2 separate regions of the Zea mays genome follow, and region 2 is linked to region 1. The links are chromatin contacts, called in public Hi-C maps. All regions are on one chromosome and are shown on one strand. The core of a region is the stretch at or near the end of the contact, and the rest is flanking DNA. Distances in the headings are between cores, read along the strand shown. Region 1 has its middle 74 kb from the start of LOC100281622. Region 2 overlaps LOC100276786.

The links. Hi-C and Micro-C count contacts between places; a contact is called where the count stands out from the background.
Region 2: a contact with region 1 is called in a Hi-C map of tassel, with 7 times the contacts expected there. The contact joins two enhancer-like sites. A contact is called at or near these places in 2 of 25 Hi-C or Micro-C datasets (ear and tassel).

What each region holds. Positions count from the first base shown.
Region 1 is chr2:143,275,189-143,281,307 of Zm-B73-REFERENCE-NAM-5.0, forward strand. No RefSeq gene overlaps it. Among protein-coding and RNA genes, the nearest start is that of LOC100281622, 74 kb to the left of the region's middle. Within about 2 kb of position 3,668, at least 7 of the 20 cell types and tissues checked have an H3K27ac peak or open chromatin away from gene starts, as enhancers often do. A contact at or near this core is called in ear and tassel, where this site is marked.
Region 2 is chr2:143,861,291-143,867,239 of Zm-B73-REFERENCE-NAM-5.0, forward strand. It overlaps LOC100276786, which reads right to left. Exons shown (of 3, transcript NM_001150497.2): 3 at 5,859-5,949. Among protein-coding and RNA genes, the nearest start is that of LOC111590831, 17 kb to the right of the region's middle. Within about 2 kb of position 3,986, at least 8 of the 20 cell types and tissues checked have an H3K27ac peak or open chromatin away from gene starts, as enhancers often do. A contact at or near this core is called in ear and tassel, where this site is marked.

The DNA of each region.
Region 1 (6,119 bases), core at 2,418-4,917:
AATGAGGAAGTGCAGTATTGCTTTATTGGAAACGGGAGACGGGGAGATCAGGGAATCGAATGAGTTGGTGGCTTTGTGGAATTTTACAAACTTTAGTTTGGTCCAACTGTCACTTGCAACATGAAGTTAGGGGAAAACTTTTGGATCAGGAGGCCAAAGCTTAGCAGGGAGGAATTAGAATCTCTTGCAAAGCCCTTTGGGGAAGAAGAGATCACTCAAGTTATTGAGAATTTAGACGTGGACGCTGCACCAGGACCAAATGAGTTTGGAGGTGCGGCTTTCTTTAAAAACTTCTGGCATATTATTAAAAGGGACATATTGAAGATGTTCAAGGATTTCTATGAAGGGAAGTTAGACGTTCATCGACTGAACTATGGAGTTATCAGGCTCATCCCCAAGGTCAAGGAGGCCAATAACATCAAACAATTCCGGCCCATTTGTCTTCTAAATGTAGACATCAAAATATTCACCAAAGGTCTTACAAATAAGCTTTCCTCGGTAGCCAAGAGGGGTCATCGGAGGAAATCAGACAAGTTTCTTAAAAACATAAACATTTTAGAAGGGTCGTCATCTGCACGAGGTGTTGCATGAGCTGAAAGCCTAAAAGAAGAAGGGGCTATTGTTGAAAATTGACTTTGAAAAAGCATACGACAAAGTCATGTGGGATTTCCTAGAGGAGATCATGAATTCCAAGAATCTTCCATCCAAATGGGTTGAGATGGTGATGAGGACTGTCAAGGGCAGCAAGTAGGGGTGGTAATAGATCACGATCCAAATACTTCTTCACAAAATGGTAGGGCCCTAAATAAATTTTAGTTCAAAAATGAATAGAAATAGAGCCTGGTCCTAATTCGATCCTTAAATCTTATAGTGTAAAATTTAGAGTCAATTGTCACCTATAGCGGCAAGGTGTGTATAAATGTCAACAATGAGATGAGCAACTTTTTTAGAACCTTTAGAGGGCTAAGGCAGGGCAATCCTCTTTCGCCTCTTCTATTCAATCTTGTGGCGGATGCGCTCGGTGTGTTGTTAGAGGAAGGGGTTGACAAAGGTCACATCTCCGGGGTACTGGGGATATCCTTCGAGGGGCATTTCTCACATCTAGTATGCAGACGACACAGTGATAATGATTGATGGGTCAGATAGGTCTATTATAAACTTGAGACTCATACTTTATTGCTTCGAATGGTTGTTTGGGCTGAGGATAAATTTTCACAAAAGTGAAGTGTATGGGTTTGGGTTTTCGCAGCAGGAAAAAAGAAAGGATGGAAAATATGTTCAATTTTGCGTTGGGATCTCTCCCCATGAAAAAGAAGGGTAAACACCTATCCTTTGGGGGGACTTTTTGACGAATTCCTGTCTAAGTAATTTTCCTATTTACACAATGGGTTTCTACCTTTTGCCCAAAGAAATTCACCGAAAAATGAAATCCTGTCGGGCTAATTTTTTTGGCAAGGGACCGATGATAAAAATAGTTCACATGGCTAAATGGGATTCGATTACTAGGCCGAGAGACCAAGGTGGCTTGGAGTCATTGATATGTTAAACATGAATGAATGTCTGCTGGTGAAGTGGATCTGGAAAATATCTCAAGGCTCCAAAGACACTTGGTAGAAAATAATCAAAGCTAAATATATGCCAGATAACAACTTCTTGGTCTCCAAAATCAAGATGGTTTCTCAATTCTGGAAAGGTTTACACAAAGTTAAACATCTTTTTCAGTGGGGGCGGTGAATAAAGTCAAAGATGGGGAAGGAACCCTCTTCTGGTTTGACACTTGGATGTGCGAGGTGCCTCTCAGTGTAAGATATCCTAGATTTTTTGACATCTGCGAGAACAAAAAGGCTCTGGTAGCTGACTGTTTGGAAGATGGTAGCTAGAATGTGGATTTTAAGAGAGCTCTTACGGCTTCCGAATTTGGCGAGTGGAAGGAACTTTGTGCCAACCTTCAGGGTTACACCTAGTCTCAAGGAGGAGTCACAGTATCGTGGGCTTTGGATAAGTCTTATAAATTCACCACAAAACCACTTTACAGATTTAGAACCGATGGGGGAATCACTAAAAACATTCATGGTATAATCTAGAAGTACAGGGTACCTTTGAAAATTAAGATCTTCCTTTAGCAACTTTATAGTAGGAAAATCCAAGTGGCGATGGAGATGAAAAAAGGGTTTGGAAAGGAAGCGGTTCTTGCTCCCTTTGTGGAGAATTTGAAACTGCTGAACACATTTTCGCCCACTGTGTACTAGCCAAATACGTGTGGGGTTGCATTTACCTTGTCTTTGGTCTGAACCCCCCTCCAGATCGGTGGAAGATTTTTTTTTTGGGGACCAAAACCTTTATATTTTCAAGTTTGCAGGGCTGTTTTGGGCCATGTGGTGTAATCGGAATAGGATGGCGATGGAGAAGCGGTTTCCTAAGAGCCCACATGAGATCTTATATAACGCCATATCTTTTCTGCAGAAATGGAAGTCTCTCCTCAAGCAAAAGGATTTAGAGAAGGTGAGGTGTTTGATCAGCTCCCTGAAGAATTGGTTGTGTAATTTCCAACCAGCCTTAGGAGAGGTGTCTGACATCGAGGTTATCTGAGGCCGAGCTGGTGTTGGGTGGGTTGATACTTTGTTGCGTAGAGGCTGGAAGGGAGTGTGGGTGTTTGTGTGAGCTTAACGCTTTTTCCTTTGTTATCCTGTAACTCTCTAGTGGTGTGTGTTAGTGGGGCCAATTCCTGGTTCGTGTTTTGTTCTGTTGAACCTAGGCTTTCTTATAAGTAACACTCCTTCAAAAAAAGGTTCCTTCTATTCTCAGTCCTCTCGTGCAGATAATTTAGGATGCCAAGATGCAATAGCTACTTCCAGGTCCGCCCTTTCTTGGACTCCCTCTCCCTCACCGAAAGTCCAACTCATCAGTTGCCCTGTTTTCATTCCAATATACCCTCAACACTAGGGTGATCAGTCATGTCAATGAGTACATCAAAACATACGGTTCCTGCAAGTGTCTGAAGGTTAAACAAAATGGACGCTGCTCCTTTATGTCCGTCGTCTTCAGGTTTTCAGTCTTCAGTTTCCACGTTTGCCTGCCGATGTCTGCGGTTGGATCAGGGTGAACTGCGAGTTCTTCAACTACGTTCATCACAGAGCCACATTCTGCTCGGCTGCATGGTGTTAAGAGCCTACTATGCTGCCCTTCTGTTCAGAGTTTCAGACATTGCTAACGTCTTCAGAAAATGCGTGCAGGCCAGAGCTCATCGGTCACCGAGGCCAACAGGAAGAGCGATTTGTCGCTGGGAACGTCAAGACGTACGTCGTATTCCGCGACGTGGTTGGGCGTCTAGCTGCAGCGAGAAAGAAATTTCGCCCCTCTCCTTTTGCTCTTTCTAAATTTCTTTTCTGATAAAAGAAGTCAAGTATGGCCCAGTAATTCTGTAAGCTTGTAAACCGTCATCCCCTCTGCATATTCTGATTTTTTGGGGGAATTTTCCATGTCTTGTAAACGTTTGTTAAAAAGATTTTTACGACCCCACAAGTGGGAGACGATCGTACACAACATTTTGTGCTGATATAGAAATGCTTGAAAAAAGACCGAAGTTGTTGCCATGCTCACACAAGAGCGCCCTACGCAATTTTGGCCTCGGCCTTGCGAGGAGAGCACACGCGTGGGCCGTGAACCAAACGAGAGCCCTAATGTCCGATCGAGGCACGTGGGGCGTGAGCCCGTGAATCGGCGCCATCAACCAGTCGTCGTCGGCCATGATCGTCGGAGATTCACCGCACGTTTGGTTCCAGCTACAGCTACAGATGGCCAAATAAGCATGTCTAGTTGGCCACCACGAGACACATAGGATGTGTTTGGTTGACCGGCCCAACCCATAACCAGGCCTGTTTTGTACAGTGTAGATTTGTTTGGTTGCCTGGCCTAGCTCGGCAGTCTGGCTGAGGCGAGCCAGAAACAAATTTAGGCCTGGCTGAGTACAAACGTGAGGTTTCTAGGTTTTCAGTGCGGCCTGGCCCGACTTTGGTTAGGGTTTGCCTCAGCTGACGCCTTCTCTCTCGCCTCTCTCGTCGCCCGCAGACGACGGCTAGGGTTTGCCGGAGCTGCGGCTCTCGCCTCTCTCTCGTCTCTCTCAGCCGTAGCCGCGGACGCTAGGGTTTGCCGCAGCTGCTGCTCTCGCCTCTCTCTTCTGCTGTCGTGCTCTCTCTCGACCCGGCGGACGAGCTCGCACTTACCCGACCTTCTCTTTCTTTTTCCTGCGACCTCGATTGGCTCTCATCTGCGAGTGAACACTTTCCCTATCCTAGATCAGCTCACCGCAGCAACAATCGCATCTTCTCAGGTTTGTCCCCCATCTAGATCTATTGTTCTTTAATATTTTCTTGTATTTTTTTTGCTTCGATTATACTAATCCTTCGGTCTTGTTGCAAGGTCATCTCCCCCTGACCTAGATTTGCTGCTTGACCTAGATTCGCTAATACCTCATACACAGGCCAGTCTTTACCTCATACTCCTCTATTTCTAAGTACATATTTGCTTATTTGTACAGTCTTAATTTCCTGAGTGTGTTTAGTTGTTGGCCTGATTGTGTGTAGTTAAGTACATATCTGTTTATTTTTTTTCTGTTTCCTGATTGTGTTAGTTGTAAAATAGTGTGCTTCTTTTTCTGTTTGCATCCAGATATCTTGTGTTTTTGTTCAATTACTTCGTGCAGCACCCTTGTTTTGCATTGGAACCTCCAATCAAATATTTGATGGTACTCACTGATGTCAAAATTCACTGGCTTTCACTGTAAGATAACTACTATTCATAAGTAGTCAGTTATATATGTTTGTTTTTTACAACTATTCATATGTGCATCCATGAGAATCATAAGGCCAGATGGATGAAAAAAATCGACAAGACAACTAAGCTACATAATAACATGTTCAGTCATATAAAAGATTTTTTTTTGCTTAACACAATTATATAAAAAATGTGTATGTTACATCCATCTACCTGAATCCTCCCATGCCAGGTTCCCTTGATCCTAGCTAAGTATTGGTAATCTCTATGAATTGTACTAGTATGACCAGAAACATGTTGCCAAGTGTGAACTGAATGTACATAAGATATTTTCGGTAAGTAGAAATCTGAAACTGGCATTTTGAAGTCTGTAAGTCTCAAATGCAAAGTTCCTTTGGTCCTAGACAATCTCTACATCTCAATCAGACAAATAATAATGTCTGGAGTCTGGACAAATTGTACTCCTATAGCTACAACCATAAGGGTACTCAGAAGTCCATGATTTTATGCTTGTTAAATATATATCTGCTTGTTAAGTAAATGCTTAACTGAACTTTGCCATCTTTTAATGTTAGTATATATTAGTATATATGTCGGGGACCATAATTAGGGGTACCCTCAAGGCTCCTAATTCTCAGCTGGTAACCCCCATCAGCATAAAGCTGCAAAGGCCTGATGGGTGCGATTAAGTCAGGGATCGGTCCATTCGAGGGACTCGATCACGCCTCGCCCGAGCCTAGCCTCGGACAAGGGCAGCCGACCCTGGAGGATCTCCGTCTCGCCCGAGGCCCCCCTCCAGCGACGAACACATTTCCGGCTCGCCCGAGGCCCTGTCTTCGCTAAGAAGCGACCCTGACCAAATCGTCGCGCCGACTGACCAAATCGCAGGAGCATTTAATGCAAAGGTGGTCTGACACCATTATCCTGACGCGCGCCCTTCAGTCGACAGAGCCGAAGTGACCGCAGTCACTTCGCCGCTCCACTGACCGACCTGACAGAAGGACAGCGCCGCCTGCGCCGCACCGACTGCAGTGCCACCTGACAGAGTGAGGCTGACATGCAGTCAGGCCCGACCTCAGGCGCCATAGGAAGCTCCGCTCCGCCCGACCCAGGGCTCGGACTTGGGCTCAGCCTCTTAAGACAGCGAACTCCGCTCCGCCCGACCCAGGGCTCGGACTCGGGCTAAGCCCTAGAAGACGACGAACTCCGCTCCGCCCGACCCAGGGCTCGGACTTGGGCTCAGCCCCTGAAGACGGCGAACTCCGCTCCGCCCGACCCAGGGCTCGGACTTGGGCTCAGCCTCTGAAGACGGCGAACTCCGCTCCGCCCGACCCAGGGCTCGGACT
Region 2 (5,949 bases), core at 2,736-5,235, 590 kb after region 1:
AAAAATCCTCGTGTTTATGTGTTTTTACTTTATATGTGTTTTACTTGTTTATGAGATGATATTAGGGTTTGATCATGATCTATTATTTTATGATTATGTGGAAACATTGATGTGGTGAATTAGGCTCTGCTCTACCCCAGGAAGCTTAGTAATTTACTTGAGCTAGTTTTATTTAGACAGGTTTTAAATTGTGATCTTAAGTAGGTCAGTGCACGGTAGTGTCGAGCTCTAAGCAGCGGTGTTGCATCTATTGCCAACTATTTTTAGAAGTGTTGTTTTTAACATGCCTATTCACCCTTCTCTAGTCATAGAAAATCCTTACAACCTGTTATCAAGATAGCCCTATAAATCATGGATGGTTACAGATGGCAACGAGTAAAATGCCCGCGGATAGGAGGTTTTATTTATTACCTGCTCCCGCGAGCTAAAACTCATGCCCGCATCCGCACCCTCCACCCTCCACGGACACAATATCATGCCCATATCTAGGGATGTAATATGGTTCAGAAAATATTCGTCCGGATCCAGATTCGAAGATGGTGAATACTGATTCGGATATAATTTTCGGATTTTCGGATTTTTCGGATAACGGATACGGATACGGATAGTCTGATCGGATGTCGGATCCGAATATAATATGACTGATATCCGTCGGATATCGAATATCCGCGACTTTGATCGATGTATCCGACATTTATCCGAACAAATATCCGACAGATCACAGCCACGCCTCAGCCAAACCCAGCCCACGGCCACAGCCCACATGGCCAAGGCGGCAAGGCAACAGCCCACATAGCCACACTCATTGCTACAGCCCACAACGCACATGGCCACAGCCCACCTGGCCACGCTCACGCACGCACAAGCAAAGCACTGAAAGCAGGCAACTTCAGGTCTTCAGCATGTAAGGCCGTAAGGGTAAGGCCACAGCGGCACGCCACACGCACGCACAAGCGACGCACTCGCACTGCACAGCCCGTCAGCCACGCGGTCAGCGGCACGCAAACTCCCAATTCCAAACCCTAGACGTTGGCGGCGATGGCAGGTCGACAGCTCCAGCCAGGCAGCCAGCCACGAGCCCACGACGACCGCGGACGTCCGCTCCTCACGGCCTCACCTCCTCGGCTCTTCATCTCACGACAGCGCAGCCTGCAGGCGGGAGGCCGCTCTGATCCCTCGCGCCGGACTTGACGACGGGTGACTGCCTGACTGGTGAGTGAATCTTCCATTCTTGGTCCGCTTACGGCGACGGCGGTGCTGTAAGGTCCCATAATCGTCGACGTTTATCTACGCTGGCTTTGAGGGATTGTATCGTGTCAAAGCAGTTTTTAAATTGTTGTAGCATTCAAATGACTCTCACTAGTCAAGTGCAGCATTCACTGGTGATTAATTGTTGTTAAACTGACTATAACACTTGCTTTTAAATTGAATCTTACTGATGTAGCATGGCATCTGGAAGTGGCAGTGGGTGCGCAAGCACTGGAGCATCCCTTGTTGCTGCGAACACCCTGGCTGTGGCTGTGCAAGAAACAACTCCAGTTAATGGAGCTGGAGAAGGAGAAGATGGAGAAAGAACAACTGATATTGGAGTGAAAGAGTCTGATACAAAGAAAAGGAAACCAAAAAGACAAACCTCTGGGGTTTGGGACTACTTTATCATGTCCATTGTACAGAGAAGGGAGATAAGGGCGAGACCGAGGAACAAATTTGGGCAAAATGCAAGAAGTGCAAGTTCAAAACTCGTGGTGAATCATCGAGGGGCACAACTATCTTCTGGAACCATTTGACATCAAGGCACTACATACATAGAGGGCAGCAAGAACTACAAGTTCAGAAAGGTGAAGGTAACAATGCTATTGTTCAAAATTTCAAGTATGATCCTGAAGCTAGCTTGAGGATGTTCCTGTCGATTTTCTGCAACTATTGGTGGAAGTTCTATGAGATAAAGTTAGCACTTAGAGAATGGTGTGAAAGTGCCAATATCACTATAGCTTCTATGGCCGAAGCAATGCAGAAAAAATATGATAAGTATTGGAAAAAGTCCAACATAGCTCTTGCAGTGGCTTGCTTTCTTGATCCTAGATACAAGAAAAAATTGGTAGAATATTTCATGTTGAAGATTTATAAGGACAGTGCTGTCGCGGAACTCACTCGCTTTATGGATGTTGTGAACCAATTATTCCAATCATATTTGAGCAGTACACGTGATGTTTCTATTACTCAAACTGATCTTGCTGCAAGTACATCTAACTCAATTTGTATAAATACTGACATTGACGAGTTTATATATGAAGATAATGATGCAGCCTAAGGTGAAACAAATGAATTGGATGTGTACATGAAAGATAAACCAATTCGATGGGTTGATCCTACTGGTAAAGGTCTACAATTTGACATATTATCATGGTGGAAGGCCAACCAAGTTACATATCCTGTTCTCTCGCGTCTTGCTCGTGATGTATTGGTTGTTCAAGTCTCTACTGTGGCCTCAGAATGTGCTTTCAGTTCGAGTGGGCGTGTTGTGAGTAAATATCGCAGCCGTTTAGAGCATGAGACTGTGGAGGCATTAGTTTGTACCAGAGACTGGAATCTTGCATCTAACAAAGGTAAAACTGACAGTACATACTTGTTCCTGTTTTGCTTGCTGCTAAGTATTTTATCTTATCACTTTTAGATCGCAATGACAAGGTACCATCAATTGTTGAGGAGTTCATGGCAGATGAAAATGAATATAGCTCGACAATTGAAGAGGTTAGTATTTATTTCAATTACTTGCTGTTGTTGACAATTGACATACTATGTTTCAATTTAATATGCACTATCTGTAGGGACAGAACCAAGCTGACAATGAAGGAAATGGTGAGGATAGTGAGGATGAGGGCAGCGATATGGAGTTATGATTTTTCTGCAGCTGTTCATGGGAGTCTGTTTCACAAGTTTCAGTGCTCCGAAGCCTAAGATGATGCTTAAATCTTGGTTTTCGACATTTTGGCGCTAGCTGGTAGCTGCTACACTTAATCCTTAATGTAGTAATGACAATGTAGTTCTATTTTGGAGAGGCATGTACTATTGTGACATTTTGGCGCTAGCTGGTAGCTGCTACGACATTTTGGCTGCTAGCTGGTAGCTAGTTCTATTGTGACATGTACGCAGTACAGTACTTATCATTTAGCAATGCTGATGGCTCACGCTCATGACTGCTTGCCTATTTACTTAGCTTTATCTGTCTATTAGACTGATCGGTTGTGACATTTGAATGTGGATGCTATATATGAATGAATGATGTGTCTTTATATCCGAAAAAATATTCGTAACCGAAGATATTCGCATCCGATTCGTTCCGTATTCGATATGTGACAATTTGTATCCGTAACCGAGACAATCCGTATTCGTATTCGTATCCGAAGATATCCGAATTCGAATCCGAACAAAAAAATGAAAACAAATATAATATTAGTAATATCCGTCCGTATCCGATCCGATTACATCCCTACCCATATCCTCTATCTGCGGGTAGAGGATACCAGCGGGCATGCATGTTTATTTTCCACAAAAATAACATGATACTAAATCAAAGACAATACACATAGTATATTGATTTTGCATGAACAACAAAGATAAGACATCAAATCCACACAGTATATTTAGTTCTTCACCTTATTGTTGGATGGGGAGGAAATCCTAAGCTGTGTTAGGTGCCGGCTTGCCGGCTGACGGTAGGGGAGGAGCAGGGAGCCAGGGACCTCTACTTTTGCCAAGCCACTAGCGCATGACATTGACAGGAGGAAGAGAGCCTAGGGCCAAGGTCGTCACAGACTCGAGAGATCGGGTAGGGGAGAAGAAGGAAGCCAAGGACCTCTGCTTCTGCCTTCTGGTAGGTTTCGTCGTTCCAACAGGGGAGGTGGGACGGCAGGGGCTCACGTCGTCGAGAGGGATACGGCCAGTCGGCCACACGGGAGCCACAGCAACGTCCTAGAGAGCAGATTTACGGCGGCGCGGGCGCACAACCTGGTGGGCGGTGGCTCACGCCGTGGGAGGCAGGAGGCTGCGGCAGGGACTTGGGAGCATGGAGATGAAAACATAATTTTTGTTATATTTATTCCCTAATACGGGCCGCATGTCAGGTTTCTGGAGCGAGTTTAGCGGATATGTGGGTGCGGGTACTTTTTTTTTTGCCCGCTAAAAAATATCCTTTAGGTTTATTGTTGTATCCTTATACTTGCCCGCGGATACAAAATTATACCTGCATCCGCACATGGTTTATTATCCACAGGTACGCGGATATTTCATGCTCATTGCCATCTCTAGATAGTTTCTTTGTGCATGATACCCTCAAATACACCTTTACTCAAAGATCAATATAAAATGTTAGTATCTCGTTGTTCGAAGTGTAGGCATTCTTCTTCCTCTTGGATGAGATCTTTCGTCTTCTCATCCAAGAGATTAGAAGAGCCTATGTTTACAATCCACTGTATTTTTTATCAATATTGTGAAAATATCTTAAGTCTTCATCGCATAAACCGTGTGCCATTAAAAACCTATGGTTCGGATCCTTTAGGGCTCGTTCGTTTCTTCCAACTCGAAAACAGGCATGTTTTCATTCCTGCGCCGGATGAAGTGGATCCAGGTGGTTCACTAGAACGTAAAAAGATCTGATTTGGTTTGATTCCAGAGGCTTGTAGGTGTGGATCCAATTCAAACAATTGAGAGGGTGAAAAGGACTGAAATGACTTGGTTTTATTCTGAATTGCCCATATCCGAACAACCATTTATGGATACTTCATGTTTTAACCTGGGCTGAATATATCGGGATGGAACGGGCTGTTCCGGGCCAACCGAACGAGGTCTTAGTCGTCATCCTCTCGAGTCAACTAAAACCACAAATAAAAAAGATCATGCACTAATACCACTTGTAGGAAGAGATGGCAAACTAAAGAGGGTGAATAGCCATTTATAGAATTAATTATGTCGGCTAACTGATACAAATGCAGAATTAAAACTATTTAATCTAACCAAGACTATATGCCATAACAAACTGAATCTCCACTCCTAGTTATACTTTAGTCTGTTAGTCAAATACAGAAATCGTGCACTGTCATGGTCAGCAGCCAACACGTATGGGGGCATGAGAGGTTATGCAATGTCTACCACTCAACATGAACTTTTCTCAGGTTTAGCTTGCGCATCACTAACTAATTTAACACCTTTAGGCTCTGGTCAACAGATCGTACATATAATTATGCAAAACACTGTTTATGCTATTTATATAATGAAATTTAAAATAGAAAGTAGGATAGGAGGTATGATAAAAAAAAAAGTCTGCTATAGATTGCCTTACAAATGGAAGGGTTGATCAACCTCGGATAGGGATGGTAATATACTATAAATTTTAAGAATCGAATATAGCTCTATTTCTATTTATTTTTAAACTAAAATTATTGAAGACTCCTAATTAGTTATGAAGAAACATTTGAATTGTAATCCATTACCATACCTACCCTTATGCAGTGGTTCGCTTGGCCTTTTTGCCACTCTAGCTGCTTGCACGTCTCAGGCTCTCAGCTCAAGTCAAATCGTTTGTTCTCATTCCTCACTCAATAAATATTGATATGTCCATTCTGGCTTCCACTTGAGACGTCGCTTTCCGGAGTTCCAGTTAGGTCGCTTCACTGCATGTTAAGGTTCCTGAATCTCTAGTGCTTGTGAAACCAAATCCTGTTGCAAAAAAAATAAAAAATAAAGCCAAGTTGGTTCCATCCGGGAGAGCATTGTTGATGTCCACTGCGATGCTACGTGGATCAGCAGACTTCTCACTACCTCCATGAGAGCTTCAGAGTTGGCCATAGCCACATCACCATGACATACATGCTGAATAAAAAAAAATGGCAAGTTGGAAATCACAGTCTTATAGATCTGCTGCAGAGGCGGTGCTACAAGCAGGAGGCCCAG